2 separate regions of the Pan paniscus genome follow, and region 1 is linked to region 2. The links are chromatin contacts, called in public Hi-C maps. All regions are on one chromosome and are shown on one strand. Each heading gives the region's core, a stretch centred on a gene start, on an enhancer-like site or on the middle of the called end of the contact. The rest is flanking DNA. Distances are from core to core; before and after follow the strand shown.

The links. Hi-C and Micro-C count contacts between places; a contact is called where the count stands out from the background.
Region 1: a Hi-C map of fibroblasts shows a contact between it and region 2, with 6 times the contacts expected there. The contact joins the enhancer-like site here to the promoter of PTK7 in region 2. A contact is called at or near these places in 2 of 3 Hi-C or Micro-C datasets (fibroblasts and induced pluripotent stem cells).

What each region holds. Positions count from the first base shown.
Region 1 is chr5:57,620,365-57,624,507 of NHGRI_mPanPan1-v2.0_pri, reverse strand. All of the region lies in intron 1 of PTK7 (protein tyrosine kinase 7 (inactive)), which reads right to left. Among named protein-coding and RNA genes, the nearest start is that of PTK7, 47 kb to the right of the region's middle. Within about 2 kb of position 1,372, at least 1 of the 2 cell types and tissues checked has open chromatin away from gene starts, as enhancers often do.
Region 2 is chr5:57,574,497-57,579,299 of NHGRI_mPanPan1-v2.0_pri, reverse strand. It overlaps PTK7 (protein tyrosine kinase 7 (inactive)), which reads right to left and starts at 3,415. Exons shown (of 19, transcript XM_055113624.3): 1 at 3,124-3,415. The coding sequence starts at 3,202. KLC4 (kinesin light chain 4) reads right to left here. Exons shown (of 16, transcript XM_003833273.4): 16 at 4,581-4,803.

The sequences.
Region 1 (4,143 bases), core at 123-2,622, 47 kb before region 2:
GGATTACAGGCATGAGCCACCCCGCCCAGCAGATGTTTCAAAAGGCAGAGAATGCAGCTCCCAGGTCTGCTCCAAGCCCCCAGCCCCTGCTATACGCACCTCAACCATGAGGCTCTTTATTCAGGTTGGCCCAGTGCTGCGGCACCCATGTTTGCTCAGAAGACAGTCTGTGGTGTGCCCAGCCTGGCCATCTGCTCAGCTTGCAGCGGGGGACGTTGGCCTGTTGTTTGTTGTTGGGCTATTTTTGAGATAGGGTCTCACTCTGTTGCCCAGGCTGGAGTACAGTGGTGCCATCACGGCTCACTGACTGCAGCCTTGAACTCCAGGGCTCAAGTGATCCTCCCACCTCGGCCTCCTAAGTAGCTGGGACCTCAAGCGTGTGCCACCATCCCAGCTAGTTTTTTATAGAGACAGGGTTTTGCCATGTTGCCCAGGCTGGTCTTGAACACCTTAGCTCAAGCGATCCTCCCACCTTGGCTTCCAAAGTGCTGGGATTATAGGCATGAGCCACTGTGCCTGGCTTCGGTCCGCTGTTTTGTTTTGGGGAAGCAGACAAAGGAGACCTGGCAGAAAGGTCAGACTCCAAGAAAGGAGCTGGGAAGTAAGGGACTCTACTTTTGCTTTGTCAGAAGCTTTGCTGATAACAAGAAATGGAGGACAGCAACGACAGAGAAGAAGGCAGGCGGTTCGGGATTGAGGTGGTACCTGCCTCAAGGTGATGTAGTCACCAGCACATTCCTGTCCCCGCCCCCTGACTTGAGTATGCCCCCAGGACTGTGGTCTGGGAAGGGTCCTGGGCTTCCCGAGGCTGCCTCCTCTTTTGCCACCGACGCTGCCTCCTCTTTTGCCACCGGGCCATGCTATGCAACCCCCTCCACTGCACACAAGCCCCCATGGAGATGCAGGCCACGTGACCCCGGAGGCAGCCAGCTCCATGTGCAGCTTTGCTGCTGCCAAACAGCCCTGCCTCCGCTGCTCCCTAGTGACGCTACCTTAGTGTGGCCTCTGCACCCTTCTTTGCCGTGAAATGGGGACAGCGGCCCACCACCCCACCTGAGTAAGGGCTAACGGGTTCACATTCACAAAGCCCACACACGGCACAAAACGCAGAGGGTGCTGCTTCCCCGGTATGAGCCTGCCGTACCGGGCTCAGCAGGCAAGAAGCCCTCAGCAACAACAGGCAGACAGGGCCATCTGCCCACACCAGGCGCCGACCCCAACAAAGCCGGAGCTGCAAACACCCAATAAGGACATTTTCCAAGCCATTTCCTTGGCTCCCTAACAGCCATCTATATGCAGACACTCACTCTGCCTGCGTCTCCCGTGCCTGCCCTCCACCCCCACCCCCGCCAGCATCTGGTCTGGTGCCCACCCTCCGTGTTGCTCTCTGGGCTCAGGCCCAGCCAGCCCATGTGTGCATATGTGTGCGTGTATACACACACATATGTGTAAACACAATTGTTACAGAGAGCAGGGAGCAGCAGGAAGTTTTTCCTAAGCACTCCCACTCTAAGTAATTTTGGCTGCTTCAATCCAAGGATCCATCTGGGCCACTCAACTACCCATCTCTCAGGAGCTAGAACTCCTGGTTTAGGAAAAACACCCCCAGGACCTATATAGGCCTCAGAATCTGCCACACATCACTGTTTGATTCTATCAATCAACTTCTCTCTCTCATTAAAGAAAATGCCATCCGGCCAGGCGCAGTGACTCACGCCTGTAATCCCAGCACTTTAGGAGGCCAAGGCGGGCGGATCACAAGATCAGGAGTTTGAGACCAGCTTGGCCAACATGGTAAAAGAAAACGCCATCCGTCAGATGTCTCAGGACCAGGCTGAGATAGAAAGACCCTGGCTGAGTGGGGAGCTTGATGCTACCGGCCCAGAAGTCCTCCAGGAGTGTGCTCCACAGAGGCATGGGGATTTTGCATGGTGGAGCGTGACTGTGTGAATAATTGCAGGATCTCCCACACCCCAAGTCAATCAGCCACACATATGTGTCTGACTCTTCCACACCAGCACCACACTAAAGACTCAGTCCTTTGGCCGGGTGCGGTGGCTCATGCCTGTAATCCCAACACTTTGGGAGTCCAAGGCAGGTAGACCACCCAAGGTCAGGAGTTCGAGACCAGCCTGGCCAACATGATGAAACCCCATATCTACTAAAAATACAAAAATTAGCTGGGCATGGTGGCACGTGCCTATAATCCCAGCTACTTGGGCGGCCGAGACAGGAGAATTGCTTGAACCAGGGAGACAGAGGTTGCAGTGAGCCGAGATCATGCCACTGCACTCCAGCCTGGGTGACAGAGCAAGATCCATCTCAAAAAAAAAAAAAAAAGATTCAGTCCCCGGCTCCACGGCCTGGGTCCCTGTAGGGAATATCCTGAATGCCAGATGGCCCCTTGAGTCCAGGTCAAGGTGGGTGGCTCCTGTAGGGCATACATAGACCCCCAAGGGAGAGGTTTGCCAGCTTCCCAGTGTAGGGAGACAGCGCCAGGCCACAGGCCAGGAGAAGCAGCCCTCAACCTGAGAAGCATAAATGTTCCAGGGGAGGAGCAGCCCCGGGGCTCCCTGACCCACAGAGGACAAACTTCCTCTCAAGTCCCCACCACTTGGAAACTCTGAAGGCCAAGCCAGAGGGCCCAGGGTGCCTCCCCAACCCCTGAATAGCCTACCTAATCCTCCCCCAGGGCCCAGTGCACTGTACTGCAGACCTCATACCTTAAAGATCTGACTGATAACTCTGGACTGCTCTTGAGCCACCCCAAATGTGTGTGGCCCAGAGACATTTTTTTTCTTTTTGAAATAGGGTCTCATTCTGTCGCCCCACACTGAAGTGCAGTGATGCAAGCACGGCTCACTGCAGCCTCAACCTCCGAGGCCCAAGCAATTCTCCCACCTCAGCCTCCTGAGTAGCTGGGGCCACAGGCACGTGCCTGCATGCCCAGCTAATTTTCAAATTGTTTTTGTAGAATTGGGGTCCCCCTAGGTTGCCCAGGCTGGTACTGAACTTCTGGGCTGAAGTGATCCTCCTGCCTCAGCCTCCCAAAGTGCTAGGATTACAGGCATGAGCCACCATGCCTGGCCACATTTGTAACGTTTTGAAGAACAGTCTCAATCACTACAGGAATAACTCATTTGAGTGAACAGTAAGTCCAGTCATCTCCCTTTCACCCAGGTTGGCAGAAACACAAAATGCTGCAGGGCTATTTGTGACTCTGAGGATTTAGAATGTCTCCCCCGACTACCACCAGTACACTGTATGTGGTTTCAGTGCAAGCAACCCAGACTGTCTGATGGTGAGCCCAGAGCATAAGGGTTCAGAGGTCACTGAAGATGGACAAGCTGACTCCAAGACCCAGTGAGCTGCAGAGCACAAAATTCTGCTCCCCTTCTGTCTTCCCAGGGTCTACAAAAGGTCCCAGGTTCACCAACAGGAGCCCTCCAAAATCCATCCCAGACCTTGCCCTAAGCAGAGCAAGTGGGAGCAGAGCCAGGGACCCTGCTGAGTTTTCCTATCCTGGGACTTAATATCAGTATCTGGAGAGGTTCCCACATCCAGATTAGAGAAACAGAACAGGATCACCAAGGACTGGGGCAGAAACAATTTAGCAGGCCGGCTCTTACATCTCTGGTGAAAACTGAAACTCAGACTTGCCTGTCCCACTCCCAGGAGGCCCTGGAGGGGGCAGATTAACCTCTAACGGCAGGAGTAAGGCCTTGGGTCCGGCATCACATGGTATCCAAGCATGGAGAGACAAGAATGCCAGCCAGCTGAGTCAGGCACAGCGCCTGTAATCCCAGCAACTTGGGAGGATGAGGCAAGAGGATCCCTTGAGGCCAGGAGTTCCGCCTGAGCAACATAGTCAAAAAAAAAAAAAAAAAAAAAAAACAGAAACATGGCACATGACGTAAGGTGCTCCCCAGCCAGGGTCACCATCAGAACCTGGACCCCGCCCATCTTCTTCTGGGGCTGGAAGGGCTATACCCAGTACATGCCTCTTGCCCTTAGTGACCCTTAAATGGCTGTGGAGTCTCTTAGGAAGTAGCAATGAATGAAAAATGCAGCTGGAGTGAGGTGGTGTGCTGAGATGGAAGGAACATAAGTTAGGGAAACCTGGGTTCTGGTTTGATACAGTCA
Region 2 (4,803 bases), core at 2,166-4,665:
GTAATCCTCATACTTTAGAGCACTGAGGCAGGAAGACTGCTTGAGCCCAGGAATTTGAGGCTTCAGTGAGCCAGGATTGTGCCACTGCACTCTAGCCTGGGTGATAGAGGAGACCCTGTCTCATAACAAAACAAAACAAAAGTATACAGGGAAGTTGTGTGTACGTTATATGTAAATACGACACCATTTTATATAAGAGACTTGAGCACCCTTGGAATTTTTTTTTTTTTTTTGAGACAGAGTCTCGCTCTGTCACCCAAGCTGGAGTGCAGTGGCACGATCACTGCAAGCTCCACCTCCCGGGTTCAGGCCATTCTCCTGTCTCAGCCTCCCGAGTAGCTGGGACTACGGGCACCCACCACCACGCCTGGCTAATTTTTTGTATTTTTAGTAGAGACAGGGTTTCACCGTGTTAGCCAGGATGGTCTCAATCTCCTGACCTCGTGATCCGCCCGCCTCGGTCTCCCAAAGTGCTGGGATTACAGGCGTGAGCCACCGCGCCCGGCCGCACCCTTGGATTTTGTTATTCTCAGGGAGTCCTATTCCAATTCCCTGCAGATGCCAAGGAAGGACCATACTTTATCTCCATTGCTTGAGCTCTGTCCACCACTCAATGCTGCTCTGAACACCAGGAGTTTGAGTATATCATTTGACAAGTGACAAGAAGAGCACCCTTGCCCTGCCACCATACTTCCCAACAGCTGAGAAAAGCCATCACTAATAAAAGCAACTCCTAGGCCTGAATTACAGGCTGCAGAGCCTTGAGGAATCTGCAGACAGCCTATCCCAGAACATGACGACTCAATTTCCCCAAAGAAACAAGAGCCCGGAGGAAAGAAACCAGGGAGGGGGATGGGAATCGGAATGAGAAGTGACCACAGCTGACTGTACAAGAGGTTGGGGTTAAGAATCCATAGTTTCAAACATCAAGCCTCCTCCTCCTCCACCATATTTATTACAACAGCATCTCAAAGTTTGGAAAGTAACTCAGCCATTTATGGCATAATTACCCAGACTTTAAAATGGTCTAATCCACAAACCTAGCCAGCCTAGGTTCCTTACTCCAGCCTTATTAACAGTGGGATCTCACTACAACTCCAGTTAATTACACAGTTAAACAATGAGATGGAAAAATCTACTGTGATCTATTAAAAAACCGTTGCCCCCTGAAGTCATGCGTCTGGGGGTGGGTTGAGTCCCAGGATTTCACTAGAAGCCAGCAGGCGCCTCGGCCTCCACTGAAATTGTTTACAGCACATGGACAGGTTCCACAACAAGGCACATTTGGTGGAATTGATTTAAGGCTCTCATTAAAATGTTCCTTTATTGAGCACAAGACATCCCCCCTGAGGAGACTACAGACCTCCTGTCCTAAGCCCTCAGCCTGCCCTAACTTCCCCCAACAGGATCCCCCACACACACGCGCACACACACACTAAACACCAACCAGTCACCAGATTAAGTCAATTAATATCAGAGTCATCTTCTCATGGAAGGAATTTAGGAATTTAGCATTTGTTGAGCAAGAGCCCCATCTTCACCAGAAACTCCCCTTGACTCTAGTACCCTGAACAGCAGCAGTGAAGGCAGCCTCATTGGGCAGACCCACACACCAAAACCCAACCAGGACAGCCAGGGGTCCTGTGAGCTTGGGCTGCTCGCCCAGATGGCTGGGCCCCCATCCTGGCTGTGCAAAAAAACTTCCATACTTCCTCTGGGAGCAGATGTGGATTCTGCCACGAGCAATAACCACCACACACATCACAAGAAAAATGGGGCAACTCCAGAAACACCTCCTCCAAATCCCTGGAGATTGGTCTCTTTCCTGGGTTACATTTACCTCTCCTTTTACAACTGGGGGCAGGGGAGATGTTGATTCCACCAGCACCAAAACCCCTCCACAGCTGGCAGGCCAGAAAGATATTAGAAAGGCAATTCCTTACCCATGCCCTTCCCATTGCCACCTTCAAAGGAGATGGAAGGTGATCACCTAGGACAGGTCTCCTCGACAGAGCTCCCCAAGAGAAAGCTGCTTCGAGGACCACCAAGGAGTGTTGTGGAGGGTCGGGGGCTTTATTTCCAGTTCGGGCTATTTGGGATGTGCGGGTGGCTTGGTGCTTTCCTGTAAGGCACTTCAACACCTCAGTGATGACTCTTAGGTGTGACCAAGCCAGGAAATAAAAGCTGCGGGAGTTGGGGGGGCGGTGCTGTCTGCCCTGGTGATGAGGGCCACACCCTCGTTAAAATGCTAAGCCCCCCCCCCCCAAGAAAAGCCAGAATGAGCTCTTTTTGCCTTTCTTCCCTTAGAAATACTTCCTTTCCTCTGTGAGGACAACCAGGATGGAAATCCAGGAAGGAGCAGAACAAACCCCGTCCGCACCTTTGCAGCCAGGCCATGCCCGATTTTGGCAGCGGCCTTCACACATTAGTCACCGCGACAGCCTGGGACCCTCGGATCCCCGGATTCGGCCCTGGCACGGAGTGGGCGCAGGGTTCCAGACCAGTAGCTAGAGGCCATGGATGGGGGCGGCCCCTAACTCTTCCCTTCTTCCGCCCTCACCCGCAGGGCCATCTGGGGTCTCAGCTTTGCCCAGGAACTCGGAGGAGGGAAGCCGGGAGCGTCGGGTCGGCGTAGGTAACAAAGCTCCGCGCTTTGCGCGCCGCAGGTCTGTCCGGCATCGGGCCCCAAACCAGCAACTCTTACCTGGGCCGACCCTGCCGGGTGGGGTGGGGAATTCCTTTTTCTCCATCGCGCTCCCCACGGTGGGTGCGGATGGTCTTTTCTCCCCCGACAAGAAACTCCCCATCTGGGCCCGAGAGCCAGCAACTCTCGGCAGTTCTCGAGCAAACTCTCGGCTCAGACCAGAAAAACTCCGGGAGGCTGGAAATGCGTCCCCGCGGCGCGAGTGGGAGGGGTACCCTGACCGCGTCCCTGGAGGCTTCGCCAGCCTCCCGACCCCCGGGCTCCTTGCGCCCTTCCGCCGCAAGCCTGCACCCCCAGCGAGCCTCTCCACCACTCCAGGGCCGTTCCAGCCGCCCAAACCCACCGCCCCGGGTGCAGCCTTTTGCCCACGGGACTCCCGCGCTTCCCAAGCTCTGTGCCCCCAACTCTCGGGTACTCACCGCCCAGCAGCGGCAGCAGCAGGACGCTGAGCAGAGGCAACCGGCGGGGTCTGGCCGGGGATCCCCGCGCAGCTCCCATCGCGGCGGGCTCAGGAAAAGGAGCTGAGGGCGCACGGCGGGCGCGCAGACTGCGCTCCGCGGCGGGCACAGGAGGCGGAGCGCACCGGAGCGCGGGCGCCGCAGCAGCAGCCGCAGCCGGAGCCCGACCCCGAGGCGTCCCGAGCCGGAGCCGCGCGCGCCCAGTACCTCCGAGTCCTCGCGCGCCGCCGCCGCCGCCGCCAAGCCCCGCCCCACGACGCCCCCTCCCCTCCGGCCCCCGCACGGCGCCCCGCCCCCTCGGCGCCCCCTCCTCGCCGAGGCGGGGAGGAGCTCAGTAGGGGGAGGGGTCTGGAGAGGGATGGAGAATAGAGAGAGCAAGGCTCAGGGAAGTGCAGGGGACCTGAGTATTTGCTGTACCCACCACCGACTCTGCAGGGATCCGGGAGAACCTAAGTGACTTGTGCGATTCCGTGGACCCTGGGGAGAATGGTCCATTCTGGGCATACCTGGAGGCTCTGGCCAACAGTTCCCCCAGAATTCTCCAGGTGGGGGCAGGGGAAGAGGCGGGCCCCGCCAACTCTTCAGCAACCCAAAATCTTAACGGCAGACCCAGAACAGCAGGGTGTCCTTAATGTCCCCAAGTAACCTGAAGATGCTGTGTAGCCCGGAGAGGGGCTGAAGTGTGCATGACTGGGGTCTGGTTTGGCTGTAGACCAATCTGAACCCAAAGGTAGAAACACGCTGGGCTCTGAAAGCCAGGCTGAAGTCTGCTAACTGACAAATTCATCCCAAGTCCATCTCCAGGCAGTCTGGGCTGTGTCAGGGTATGGCCAAGTCTCCAGCTGTGGGGAGGCCCAGCACAACCCTTGTTCCAGGCACCCCCACCCCCAGCGCCACCACCCCCACATTCTTTCTTTGTTGTGAAAGCAGCAAGGGGTGTAGGAGGCGGGTCAGGAGGAGTCAAGCTTTAGAAGATGGGCCCCAGCTGCTGCTCAGGCCTCCAAGATATGCTGAGAGGGGATGGATAGTGCCTTGTCTCCCCTCTGGTTCCGGAGGGCCCCCCAGGCCTGTTTAGACCTCCCTTCCCCCAAGCAGCTGGGAGGAGGAATGGCAGCCACAGAGGGCCTCACAGCCAGGAGAAGTGGCGCCAGGACTCCAGGGTCCTGCCACATGGCCACCACATGTCCCTGACAACCCAGTCCACAGCACCTTCTCCTTGGGTTGTGAGCCTCCTTCTTCCCCATCCCCCAGATGCCTTCCTACAGGCCCTGCTGGAGATGATACAAACAATGGGAGGAAGAGAGGAGAGATCCAAGAATCAACACTCCTCCTGCTGCCCCATCCATCACTGCCCCACACCCTCTGTGAAGGGCCCCAACACAAGCCCTGCTTCATACCCTCTTCAATCAGGACTCAAGTCACAGAAAGGTTACCTGATTCTTTTATTTAAGAAAAGTGAAATACATGGACCTGAAGTGAGACAGCAGAGGGAGGGAGTAAGAGCGGCCAGGGCAAGGCAGCTTGGCTGGCCAGCCCCCAACCCTCTGACTGAAAAGCCAGCAGCAGGCTGCATCTCTGAAGGCCATACCTGCTTTGTACCCACCTTGGGGCCTCAGAGCTAGCTACTCTAGAGGACCACAG